Linked DNA regions of Sus scrofa: region 1 is linked to region 2. Evidence: chromatin contacts called from public HiChIP or PLAC-seq data. All regions are on one chromosome and are shown on one strand. Each heading gives the region's core, a stretch centred on a gene start, on an enhancer-like site or on the middle of the called end of the contact. The rest is flanking DNA. Distances are from core to core; before and after follow the strand shown. Region 1 overlaps IQGAP1 (ras GTPase-activating-like protein IQGAP1). Region 2 holds the start of ZSCAN2 (zinc finger and SCAN domain-containing protein 2).

The links. HiChIP or PLAC-seq counts read pairs in DNA pulled down with a chosen protein or histone mark.
Region 1: an H3K27ac HiChIP or PLAC-seq map of alveolar macrophages shows a contact between it and region 2, with 5 times the contacts expected there. The contact joins the enhancer-like site here to the promoter of ZSCAN2 in region 2. A contact is called at or near these places in 4 of 47 Hi-C or Micro-C datasets (blood, embryonic fibroblasts, fibroblasts and 1 more) and 2 of 2 datasets of contacts at active chromatin or transcription factors (alveolar macrophages and skeletal muscle).

What each region holds. Positions count from the first base shown.
Region 1 is chr7:53,081,972-53,088,378 of Sscrofa11.1, reverse strand. It overlaps IQGAP1 (ras GTPase-activating-like protein IQGAP1), which reads right to left. Exons shown (of 38, transcript XM_021098910.1): 10 at 5,908-6,071; 11 at 5,028-5,112; 12 at 4,058-4,221; 13 at 3,672-3,832; 14 at 1,661-1,785. Among named protein-coding and RNA genes, the nearest start is that of CRTC3, 61 kb to the left of the region's middle. Within about 2 kb of position 3,773, at least 2 of the 83 cell types and tissues checked have an H3K27ac peak or open chromatin away from gene starts, as enhancers often do. A contact at or near this core is called in alveolar macrophages, where this site is marked.
Region 2 is chr7:52,956,731-52,963,423 of Sscrofa11.1, reverse strand. ZSCAN2 (zinc finger and SCAN domain-containing protein 2) reads left to right here and starts at 5,417. Exons shown (of 9, transcript XR_002345788.1): 1 at 5,417-5,571.

The DNA.
Region 1 (6,407 bases), core at 2,524-5,023, 130 kb before region 2:
GACAAGCCTTATCATTAACCCACTGGGCCACAGCGGGAACTCTGGAAATACTAATTTAAACTAGAAATGTTAACTCCTCAAGAATCTTAGGCAGCTGGACTACGACTTTTGTAAAGACTCTATTGTATAATAAAAAACTGGCTGGTCTTCGTCCCTGGTTTCCAGAAAGGGAAGCCTCTAAACCCTTGGAATTTCCCAACTGACAGGAGTATCTCTGTTATTCACAGTGGGCCCTTAGGACCACACCTGAGTTTACCAATCAGGTAACCCCTGGTGGGCCCTAGAGTTCTGAGGCAGGGCTGGTCATCTTGGAAAGACCAACTGTGTGATTAGAAGACTGGGGCTTTGAGCCCCATGTCATCAGGATATCAGATAGCCTCCCCAGGGAGGGGAGGCGAACTAGAAATCGAGTTCAACTAACTGACCAATAATTCAATCAGTATTTGTATGTAATGAAGGCTCAATAAAAACTCCTGGTACCCAAAGCTGAGGTAAGCTTCCCTGGTTGTGATACACATCCATGGGCTGGGAGGGTACCATACCCTAAGGATACAGAAGCTTCCAATTTAAGACTCTACCAGACATTGCTCAACTCTTCTCTTCTTTTGACTAGTCCTGATTTGTATTCTTTGTAATAAAACTATAATCATAGGTATAGCGCTTTTCTGAGTTCTATAAGTCATTCTAGCCAACTCTTGAATCTGAGGGGGAAGAGAGCACCCCGAATACCTAGCCAGTTTCTTGGAAGTGTGGTGACCTGGGAACTCCAGAGATTAAGGCTGCTGTCTGAAGTGAGAGGAGTCCTGGGAGGACTGTACCCTCAATCTGGGCAATACGATCCAACTCCAGGTAGTGAGTGTCAGAACTACTTGTTATAACAGCATTTAAGAATCAAAGATCAGAGTTCCCTTTGTGGCTCAGCAGAAACGAATCCAACTAGGAACCATGAAGTTGCAGGTTCGATCCCTGGCCTCACTCAGTGGGTTAAGGATCTGGTGTTGCGGTGAGCTGTGGTGTAGGTCGAAGATATGGCTTGGAACTGCTGTTGCTGTGGTATAGGCCGGCAACTATAACTACAATTTGACCCCTAGCCTAGGAACCTCCTTATGCTTTGGGTGCTGCCCTAAAAAGCAAAAAAATAAAAAAATAAAAGATCGTGTTTGGAGTTCCCGTTGTGGGTCTGTGGTTAACAAACCCAACTAGCATCCAAGAGGACACGGGTTTGATCCCTGGCCTCACTCAGTGGGTTAAGGATCTGGCTTGCCGTGAGCTGTGGTGTAGGTAGCAGACACGGCTTGGATCCCGCATTGCTGTGGCTGTGGTGAAGGCCAGGGGCTACAGCTCCAATTTGACCCCTAGCCTGGGAACCTTCATATGCCACGGGTGCAGCCCTAAAAAGACAAAAAATAAATAAGTAAATAAATAAAAATAAAAGATCATGTTCAAGTTACCTCCTGAAAAATTTAGTTATTATATACTTAAGAGCAATTGTCTGGTGTTTTGAAAACAATACACGACAGCAGCTTTTTGAGATTGATAGATAATTTTTTTTTTTCCAATTTCCAAAAATCCTCCCAGGAGTAGCGTTTAGAACCAGCTTACAGAATCACACTATTTGTACTTGTGACATTATTGGGGGGATAGGAAGTAGATTACTCACTCTCGTGTTCCTCCTGCACCACCAGATTCACATGGTCCACGCAAGCTTGGATGTCATTCCACGTAATAAATTCATTATTTTCTGCATGTGCCTGAGCTTTCAGTTTCATCAATTCATCGAGATACCTGCGCCATTCCCCCAACAAAAGAGATAATGAAGTACAACATAAGAAAAGGAACCTTTAGGATCCTTTCAGAGGACAGCAACGAGAAGATGTGGGGGCAAAGGATCCACGAAACACAGACAGCTAAGATACCCCCAACAGTCTAATGTATTCTGGAGGTCAGCTTTGGGGCCGAAGAGTTACCCTGGATAAAGTGTAAAAATGCAAGGATATCATTTATACTTAACAGCCTATTCTAAACTTCAGGTAAGACCAACTCTAGAATCAGAGGCAGCAGTTCAAGCAATTCCTCTAAAGACAAGAAAACAAGGCCATACACCAGCTAATAAACCTAGAAGGAATGATAGATCAACAAATCACCATTCAGCAACTCTTCCCAAAAGTATAGATTTAGGCAGGGATTATCACTTGGGGTGAAAAATATTAGGTGAATCATTAATGGGAAACTGGACAATTTGATGGCACGAAAGGTGCATCAAAAATTACGCTCTGGTGATAAGGGAAAAGCACAAGTATATGATAGTGGGATTAGCTGTCTCCCTAATCCAAGGATCAATCTTCATATCTCTAATGGTGGGGATAGGCAGATTTTATATGCCTCTTTTTTTTCTTTTTTCTTTTATAATGATTTTTATTTTTTCCATTATAGCTGGTTTACAGTAGTCAATTTTTTACTGCACAGCAAAGTGACCCAGTCACACATACATGTATTCATTCTTTTTTCTCCCATTATCATGCTCCATCATAAGTGCCCCGACATAGTTCCCAGTGCAAGAGAACAGGATCCCATTGCTTATCCATTCCAAAGGCAACAGGTTGCATCTATTAACCCCAAATTCCCAGTCCATCCCACTCCCTCACCCTCCCTCTTAGCAACCACAAGTCTGTTCTCCTTGTTCAGGATTTTCTTTTCCGTGGAAAGATTCATTTGTGCCATATATTAGTTTCCAGATATAAGTGAAATCATATGGCATTTGTCTTTTTCTTTCTGACTTACTTCACTTAGTATTAGAGTAGATTTTATATGGCTCTTGATATGAGAAAATATGAAACACACATCACCAAAAATACTTAATTGAATCTTAAAAAGCCTTTAGACCTAATTTCCAATTTATAGGAATAAACCAAATATTAAGAAACCGGAACTGAAGATGGGCCATTTTATAGGACACTGGCCCTATCTCCTTAACAAGTCAGTGTCATAAAGAAAGGGACAATGCTAGATTAAAAGATACCAAAGGGACACAACAGTCAGATGTTAACACATGGTCCTGATTTGCATGGCTGAAAAGAACAGTTTGGGAACAAATGCAGAAGTGTGGAAACTGGACTAGGTTTAGAAAGTATTCGGGAGGTACTGTTGATTTTGTCAGGGTATAAGACAGTGTTATTGCGGCTGTATAATAAATATCCTCATTGTCTTAAATAAATTTAGGAGTGGAATGTTATGATATCTGTAATTTACTACAAATTCCTCAGCATGATAAAAAATAAAATGAATCAAAACAGAAAAAAAAAAAAAAAAGATGATCATACTAAGTCACAATGCCTGCAAAGAAAATAAGAGTGTTGGAGTTCCCATTGTGGCACCAAGGAAATTAATCTGACTAGTAACCATGAGGTTGTGGGTTCGATCCCTAGCTTCGCTGAGTGGGTTAAGAATCCGGTGTTGCTGTGTGCTGTGGTGTAGGTCACAGATGAGGCTCAGATCCCACGTGGCTACGGCTGGCAGCTGTAGCTCCAATTCGACCCCTAGCTTAGGAACATCCTTATGCCATGGCTGTGACCCTAAAAAGCAAAAAAAAAAAAAAAAAAAAAAAGACTTGGCACACAAACACCAGAAGGGACAGCTACCTAATGTATTCAATCCATCACTTGGGCACCCACCTCTGATAGTTTTCTTCTTCAATATTTGTGAGGCCTGTAACTGAACTGCTCAGCTGTCTCCACACTGTATTCATGTCTCCAGACTCCAGCGCCCTGTTGATCAAGGCCACTGATGACAACATCTCCACCGCAACAGAGAGCTCGGGATGGGTGAGGCTATGCTGCACAGAAAGGAAGGCGGTGGGGGAAAGCGTAAGGAAAGGCATTCTGGAATACCAAGGGAGATCACAAGTTTAATAAAGCCATAAGGAGTCTAAGTTTGTGGTTAAAAAAAAAAAAAAAAAAAATCAATAAATAAAAGTTCTACCTAACTCTGCCAAGAAATAGGTATTAAAGTCAGGTATACCCCACTTTGCTCACAAACCACACAGATCCAGTTAACTTACCTCAGGACTCTGTTGCTGCAGGGTAGCCAGCTCCTTCTGATAAAGCTCGGCAGCAAACGGGTACACCTGGGGCAGCTGGGCTTCGGGATTCATTAGTTCCAGAACAGTCTTCTCGGCAACTCCCTTTTGGATGGCAGCATTAATTGCTGCCACTGCTGCCAATCCTGGGCAGAAAGCAGAAGTCAGGAAGGGGGCTGGCTTCGAGAGCCCCAACAGGAAGTAGATGGCAATTTTCACAGAAGAAAGTTACACTCTATGTATAAACTATTAGCCATGACATTTCAAGTAGATCTTTCATCTTTAAAAGCAGCCTCCTTTGTATGAGAGTGAACTGTACAGTATGTGAACTACAACTCAATAAATCTGTGTAAAATACAGCCTCCTCTTCTCCTCACCCGTTTCCACTCCACAATCGTCTTGCGTGCCACCACTAGGCTCTACCCAAAGGAACCTTCCCCTGCAGCTCAGCAGATAAAATACCAGCTTATTAAGCTGCCATTCAAAGCTTTCCTCGATCTTTCCAAACCTTTATCTTACATAATTCAGCCTAAAATATCTACAAAAATTTTATTCCAATCACTGTTCCTTAAATACATCTGTCACTTTCCATCCTTCTGCTCCCAATTCCTTTCGCTCTGATGCCCTGTATTAGGAAGATCCTTCTCTCTCCTCTCTCACCATCCAAATCTTAGCAGTCCCTTAAGTCTCACCTCCAGAGCCTCACCTCCTCCAGGTGTTTCCCTAACCAACCATGCAAGCACGTTGTGCTTCCTGGTCAAAGTGTGCCTACGATGACTCCTGTTACACATTGAAACTGGAGGAACACTACTGCCACCAAAAAGGTACCTGGCTAATAGGCTTGGGTGGGATGAGGAGTGACAGAATGGGACCTCAGATCCCTCAATGACATCAAGCCACTCTTCCTCCCCTACTCAGTATTTCAGGGGACACCAGCTGAGAGGACTCTTACTTCTCTGATACTGCTGGGCAGCAATGTTTCCAGCATCCACTCCGGACTGTAGCTCCTCTTTTTGCAGGGGCTCGGCCTGGCCGCTCTGAGAAAAGCAAAAGACATTTAGGTAAAGATGACTCCTGCCCATGTGCCTCCAGACCTCACAGTGCTCGCTTCTCAGGAGCAGTCACTAGCGACAGAGAGCCACAGGCACAGCGATGGCTTCAGGCGATAGGCAGCCAAAGCGGCAGCCCGAGCTGGAGCCAAATGCCTGTGTCAGATCTGGGGTAGAGTGACTCTCCAGGTACCAGCACATTTTAAAAAATATTTTGTAAAAAGCATCAAAATGTTCTGAGATAAAATGTTTATAAGAAACATCAGCACATTAATGCTGCTTATTCTGGCCAATGCTAGCAATCTGTAAGATGTATACTTGTCCTTATTTAGAAAATGACCAAAAAAAAAAAAAAAAAAAAAAAAACACAGAGTACAATCCCACACAGTCTACTCTTACTGCACATTAAGTACTTTCTCAGTGTCGGCCTGAAGACACTAGTGAGGAAGTTTGTTTTTTTAAGTGGAAATTCCTGAAGTAAGAATGTAAAAATTCAGGTTTTCCCTAACGGCTTTTAGTTAGCAATTCAAGGGACCTCAAGTGAAGGGGTGGTCAGATTCAGAGGGTAGACAATACTCATTTTAAAAGAGAATTTACAACTCTAAAAACAAAAGAGCTGAAGTCAATGTATACTTTACCTGAGGATGTTAAACAACCTCATGTATATGCAGGGGAAAAAGTTAATCTAGGGGGAAAAAGCCCCGTAAAGATTTACACAGTAGCATGCGATGATTCAAACGGATATACATAAACCTTTGCAGGTGCAATGCAGGATACTTTTACCTCTCTCTTCTGCTGTCTGTCACTCAGGAGCTGCTTGAGGTACCAGTCACTGTTCTGCTGCTGCAGTCCTCGAAGGCCCAGAGCTGGGGACTGCAGAATTTTGAACAAGGCCAGTGCAGACCCCTGCTCCAAAGCCTGGTCTACATTTGCTAATGCAGCAATCACTAAGGAGGAAAAAAATCAAAAGCTTAAGAAAAAAACATGCTAATCTTTTAGCCTAGAATGTTTTTTCTTCCCCCAAACCAATCTCAGTTCTAGATTGGGGAAATATAATTCAGACAGCCTTTACTCTGGAGTGTTACAGAAGCATAAGACCTTGGGGTTGGAAGAGAACCTTGACGTCATCAAGTCCAGGGGTTCCCAGGGTGTTCAGATTTTAACAGGTTCTTGGACCACATCCCAGGCCTACTTAAAAGCTCCTAGATGCAGACAGTTTGGCACCAACACGGGTAGCAACATACAAGACACCAATGATACATGGGTAAATTCCTTCTAAAATG
Region 2 (6,693 bases), core at 4,168-6,667:
TTAGACCCCTAGCCTGGGAACCTCCATATGCCGAAGGAGCGGCCCTAGAAAAGGCAAAAGACAAAAAGACAAAAAAAAAAAAAAAAAGCCCGTTAGGGGAAAGTCTATGGCACCAAATCACTCCCTGGGGATGTCTCTACCTCCCAGGTCATGGGGCTCAGTAAATTTCATAGTTAGCGACTTTGATCATTTTGTAAAGGACTATTTTAGAAGCAGTAATCTGATTTGACAGGCAAATTAGGCTCTATAGCCTCTTTTGCATGCCTTTTACTAGAGGCTTCCAAAAAAAAACCTTTTTTTATCTGTTTCCAATAGTCAACTAAATATTCTAGGGATAATTTTTTTGCCTAAGAACTAAGCAGCCTAGGGACTGTGTGTGTGTGTGGTGTGTACAAACATGCACATATTTAAATTTTTTCTTTTTCTTTTTTTTTTTTCTTTTCACAACCCCACCTGAGGTATATGGAAGTTCCCAGACTATGGGTCAAATAGGAGCTGCAGCTGCCAGCCTATACCGCAGCCACAGCAGCACTGGATCCAAGCCACATCTGCAACCTATGCCACAGCTCATGGCAACGCTAGGTCCTTAACCCACTGAGTGAGGCCATGGCTTGCCATCCTCATGGATATTACTCAGGTTCTCAATCCTGAGCCACAATAGGAACTCTGACCTACTTCTTTTTTGTTTGTTTGGCTGTGTCCACAGCATGTTTCTGGACCAGGGATTGAACCTGTGCCACAACAGTGACAATGCTGGATCCTAAGCCACATTTTATTCCTTTTTTTTTTTTTTTTCTCTCTTTTTATGGCCACACCTGTGGCATATGGAAATTCCCCAGCTAGGGATGGAATCAGAGCTGCAGCTGCCAGCCTACATCCCAGCCACGGCATCACCCCAGATCCAAGCGGCATCTGCAACTTACGCCACAGTTTGTGTCAAGGCCCCATCCTTAACCCACTGAGCGAGGCTAAGGATCAAACCCGCATCCTTATGGACACTATGTTGGGTTCTTAACCCGCTAAGCCACAACAGGAACGCCTCTTTCTATTTTTATAATTAGTCTTTACTTGTATTAGCTTGGGAGACACTGAAGATTATGGAGCTAGATCTCGAAAACACCCCTCCCTCTCAAGCCACCCCTGGCGTGACGCGTGCCTCTGTGTCTTGGCAAGCACTTCCCACACTAAGGCTGCCTCCAGAGTCATTTGGTCCAGCCCAGAGCACACTTGGTCTTCCCAGAAATATCCTTGAATAGAGCAGTTCAGAACAGGGCATGGGAACTGGCCGGAGGTTGTAAATTTTTCCTCCTTGGCACAAAGGGGGCCAGAGGAGCTCAGACCAGCACAGGCCAGCAGAGAAGGAGAAAAGCCCGAATCCCCAAGGGACAACATGAGGTTCAAAGGGTGTCCCTCTGCCACACTAAATGCAAACTATTTATTAAAAACAAATAAACAAACAACAACAACAACAAAACAGGAAATGATACTGATCTTGGGGGATAAAAAAAAATTCCATTCTAAAAAGAAATCCCACTCTAGCTCTTCTTTTCACAAGGGTATGTGTCATGTACTTGCTTAATTTCATAATTGTTCAGTGACACTTCCTGGGCCAGTTCACTCTTCCTTCTGTAAAATAAACATCTCCCTGACCCTGTTCTCCAGCTTCTCTTGCTGTCTGGTCACTCCTATGATGAAGCCCCTCTTTAGTCCTTCGCTTCTCTTTAGGCTGGTCTTACAGCATCCTACAACACCGTCCCTTTTTTATTTTATTTTATTTTTTTTAGGCAAATGGAGGTTCCCAGGCTAGGGATCCAACTGGAGCTGTAGCCACCAGCCTAGGCCATAGCCACAGCAATGCCAAATCCGAGCCTTGTCTGCAACCTACACCACAGCTCACGGCAACGCCAGATCTGTAACCCACTGAGCGAGACCAAGGATCCAACACTTGTCCTCATGGATACTCGTCAGGTTCTTTAGCAGCTGAGCCATGACGGGTATGCCTACAACACTGTCCCTTTTCCTAATCACACTCAGTGGCCAGGCTCTGGGGTATAATTAGCAAAAATGGGACACACCTTTCGTACAACCGTGTTCTGTCATTGAGGAAGTAGATTGGATTAAGCAATGATGGGGGTCTTGGCGAGGGGGAGTTCCTTCCTGCATCCTCAAGGCCCAAAGGCCCCCCTGCCTCAATGCGGGGGCTCATCTGCTCAGATGCTGTGGGCCCTGACGGTGATGAGGTGACTGGAAAGCAGGATCTGCCCGTCCCCATCTTTATCATCCCCATCACCTTGAGATCAGCTGGGAGCTCCCCAAAGGCCTGAGGCTGAGCATTCCTTGGGGCGTTTCCTTCTTGCTCAGCATCTAAAGACAAGTAGTGACACATGCGGTTTCTGTCCAGTTTTTCCCGGAGGCCTTCAATCTCCAGATTGGAGAACTTACCTTTGTGGGGGTTATTAGTAGGGAAATCTAGGAGCTCTATCCAATCCCCCCTCATCCTGGTGGGTCCAGGGAGCAGGCTTGATAGACTCAACCAAAAGCACTTTCCCTTGTCTTGGAACCTTGAGAAGAAGGCAGACAAACAGAGATGGCTGGAGCATCACCAGGGCTTCTGGGGTGGGCAGACCCGGTTGTTTCTGCTAAGAGATTGCTGCTGTGGTTTTAGGGGGCCTTACTCTTTTTCTTGGTCCTTAACTATTTCCTCTTTTTTTTGGCCACATCCATGGCATATGGAAGTTCCCAGGCCAGGGGTTAAACCCAAGCCATAGTAGCAACCTGAGCCACAGCAGTGACAATACCGCTTCTTAACGATGAACCACCAGGGAACTCTAGTCCTTAACTATTTTCAAGCTTGATGGTTCAGCTCCCATGTACTCTGTAAGCTCCCTGACATTCTTTCAATAAGTTCCTTTTAAATTAACTGGAATAGTCCTTTGACGCTTCGAACCAAGAGTGCTCACTAGTAGATCAGAGCCTCTGTCATCATTTGGAGGAGCAACCCTATTCGCTGAACTGGGCTGTGTCTGGGCTCGCTCACTGTCCCAAGCTGGTCTTAGGGCACTGGCTTGGGTACCAGGACCATTATGCCAGGGATTGGTCTTTTTTTTTTTTTTTTTTTTCTTTTTTCTTTTAGGGCCGAACCTAAGGCATATGGAAGTTCCCAGGCTAGAGGTGGAATTGGAGCTGCAGTTGCCGGCCTACATCACAGCCACAGCAACACCAGATCCAAGCTGCATCTGTGACCTATGCCACAGTTTATGGCAATGCTGGATCCTTAACCCACTGAGCAAGGCTGGGGGTCGAACCTGAAATCTCACAGAGACAATGTCAGGTCCTTAACCCTCTGAACCACAATGGCAACAAGGAATTTGTTTTAAATGTGATTTGCTCTCTATCTCAATAAGGGGGAAGCTGACATTGGCCAGGGCCGACTTCTCAGAGAATAAGGCAGAGGACAGACATGGCCAGTTCCAGGATTCTCCTGTGACAACATAGTGCCAGTTTCTTGTGGTCATGGGTTGGCTTGGGATAGGAGCAGAGGAAAAGGAACTCTTAGGCTGCTGGGAGCTTTCGGCTATATCCGACCCCCTAACCTCCCACCCCAACCAAACAAATATTTTCCCTTTTGTGTAAATTCCATTCCCAGTGCGAATGGAAAAGTGGAAAAACAAATTTTTGTTAATACAGGATCGTGTCCAAGAATTATCATCCTCAATCATTTTGGAGATCTTGTTGTCTAGGAATGCTAGTCATTGGAGAGATCGTGGCTGGGAATTCTGCATCCAGGATCTCAGTGCAGACTTCTCAGGCCAGCCTGGAGGTGGTGCTGTTTGCATGTAGTCACTTTGGGCTAATTAAGATGCTATCCTACCAAGTATGCAGCACTCAACTGCTGAACCTCGCTTTGCATCTTTATACTTAAATTAGTTCAAGAGGTTAGTTAGTGAAAAATTCGTGAAATTCAAATAATCTTCGGAGTAGTGCAAAAAACTTTCTAAGAGTGACAAAAAATTCAGAAGCTATGAAAAGACAAGACTGACAATTTGGAGAGCATAGACATGTAAAAAAACAGCAAAAAGGGAACAGTAAACTGAGAAAAATAATAGCAACTTTTGTGACAAAAAACCATTTTCTTAATATACTAAGAGCGTTTATGAGTATATTCCATTAAAAAAATTGGAAGATAGGAGTTCCCGTCCTGGCGCAGTGGTTAACGAATCCGACTAGGAACAATGAGGTTGTGGGTTCGGTCCCTGCCCTTGCTCAGTGGGTTAACGATCTGGCGTTGCCGTGAGCTGTGGTGTAGGTTGCAGACGCGGCTCGGATCCTGCGTTGCTGTGGCTCTGGCGTAGGCCGGTGGCTACAGCTCCGATTCAACCCCTAGCCTGGGAACCTCCATATGCCGAGGGAGCGGCCCAAAGAAATAGAAAAAAGACAAAAAAAAAAAAAAAAAAAACCCACTAATAATCATGAAACATTTCTCAAACACTCATGAAATGAACATTAAATTTTCATGAACGTGAAATTTAAATGAAAATTAAATGCAGTCACTTGATTGTGGGTGCCCCCAAAAATTGTTCTGTACAAAAACACCAGATTGTTCTATCACAAACCATTACTGTCTTTCTCTTCATTCTTATATTTTCCCCTTGGGTTTCCAGGCAGTTAGTTACTCACCTGTTGTCATATGGTGATGGAGCAGCCATTCTTCAAGAGCGCCAACCGTGGGAACATCACAATAGAGGCTAATCTCCCATTCTCACCTCCCAGTGCTGAGATTAACAATAAGTAACACTGGGATAGGTACTAAAATGGAGACATGGAGCAGGTGTGCCACGGGCGGTGTCTCTGCCTAAGCAGGTTCCACACAAAAGGAGATGAAGAAAGAATCGGAGGTGCGCGGCAGAAGAGGCGAGACAGGGCTTTCCTCCAGACGCAGGAACAAAGGGGTGTGCAACAGCCAGGTGCGAGAGTAGATCTGCAAGTTGGGGGAGGGGCGCCGGCCTCACAAGAAGGGGTTTCTCTGGTGAAGATTCCTTTCCAGCTCAAGCACTGCTTTCGGCCGTCGAGGGGCCTTACAATACTACTTGCCACACAGTTCACAGTTCACAGTTCTCTTCCATCCAACTTTCCTTTTTTGCAGACAACTGGAAGACTTAAAGAAGTGAAATGACCTGTCCCGGGTCACAGCTCTGGTCCACACTAGGTTGCCTGACTTGCAGTCAACCGCTTGTCCCGCCACTGGCCCTCCCGCACAGCGCAGGCTATCAAGCCCAAACTCCGTTCCTTGGCGGGGTCGGGCGTCTGCCAGGTGGACTACATCTCCCACAATGCCTTCGGCCCAGTCTCCCTCCCGCCACCCGGCTGGGCCCGGATCCGCCAGTAGAAAAGGAGAGTTTCCAGGGGCCGTTCTCGGTGGCCAATGAGCGCGGTGGGGGGCAGGCCTCTCCCGTCCATTGTTCTCGGTGCCCCTCGGGCTTGAGCCGCCGCAACTCCGGAGGGGCCGGGCAGTGCCCGGGGGCGCTTTTGCGCGCGGAGGGACTGCAGGAGCAGGATCTGGTCTCTGGAGAGGTGAGCCCGGAGAGACAGGGCTGGAGCCACGCGGCCGAGGAAGTAGCCCGAGGCGAGGGAATAACGGGCCTGGAGCCAGTGCGGGCAGCCCTGCTGGGGGAGGGGCGTTGGGGGCGCTGTCCGCGTCCCGCGCGCCCAGCTGTCCCGGTTTAGGCGCGGGGTCCGCTGAGAGACCGACGAGATGTGGACTCTTCTCCCTATCAGTGAGCTCTTTGAACGTCCAGCCTTGGTCGCAGGGTTTGGAAGGCACATTGGACGCGATCCCGCGCAGCCCCTCATTTTACGGATGGGGAAACTGAGCTTCAGAGGGGGCGTGTCTTGCTCCGGGTCAAGCAGCGAATTAAACTGATTAAAAACGGTTTCCCGGGCTCCCAGATTAAAGAGTGGTGTTATACCTGTGTTTCTTCTCGCCAGTTGGTAAATGCACATTGAGATCTTCGGTGTTTCCACTAGCTTTTCTTTTTCTTTTAAAAAACTTTTTCCTTCCCTATTTTCTTTTCTTGGGGGAGGAGGAGCGTTATCTGAATATTTATGATGTGATGATTTTTAAAAATAACTTTTGCCTTTTAGTCTTTATTTTAAAGAATTTGTAGTTTCACTGCTGTCAACGTTTTGTAGAATTTCTATACATATTTTTTTCCTTGTGTATATATGTTCTTTTCTAAAAGGAATTGGGGTCATACTGTGTCTGGTTTTTCTGCCTTGCCAGGTTTGTTTTTAATCCATTTATTTTATATTATGAGGATTATCTTAAATCATTAATGATTAATAATTCTTGTGGAGCATAATTTTAAAAATATTTTAAAATACATACAGCAGAGTGCACAGATCTTTAATATGTACACGCTTATGCAACCATTGTCAAATCAAGATCTGGAACATTTCTAGCTTCTTTGAAACACCCCTCTCAGTTACCCTCCCAAAGCCCTAAAAGTAGTCATTATTACATCAGCATAGTTTTTTTTTTTTTTTTTTTTTTTTTTTTTTGTCTTTTTGTCGTTGTTGCTATTTCTTGGGCCGCTCCCGTGGCATATGGAGGTTCCCAGGCTAGGGGTTGAATCGGAGCTGTAGCCACCGGCCTATGCCAGAGCCACAGCAACGCTGGATCCGAGCCGCGTCTGC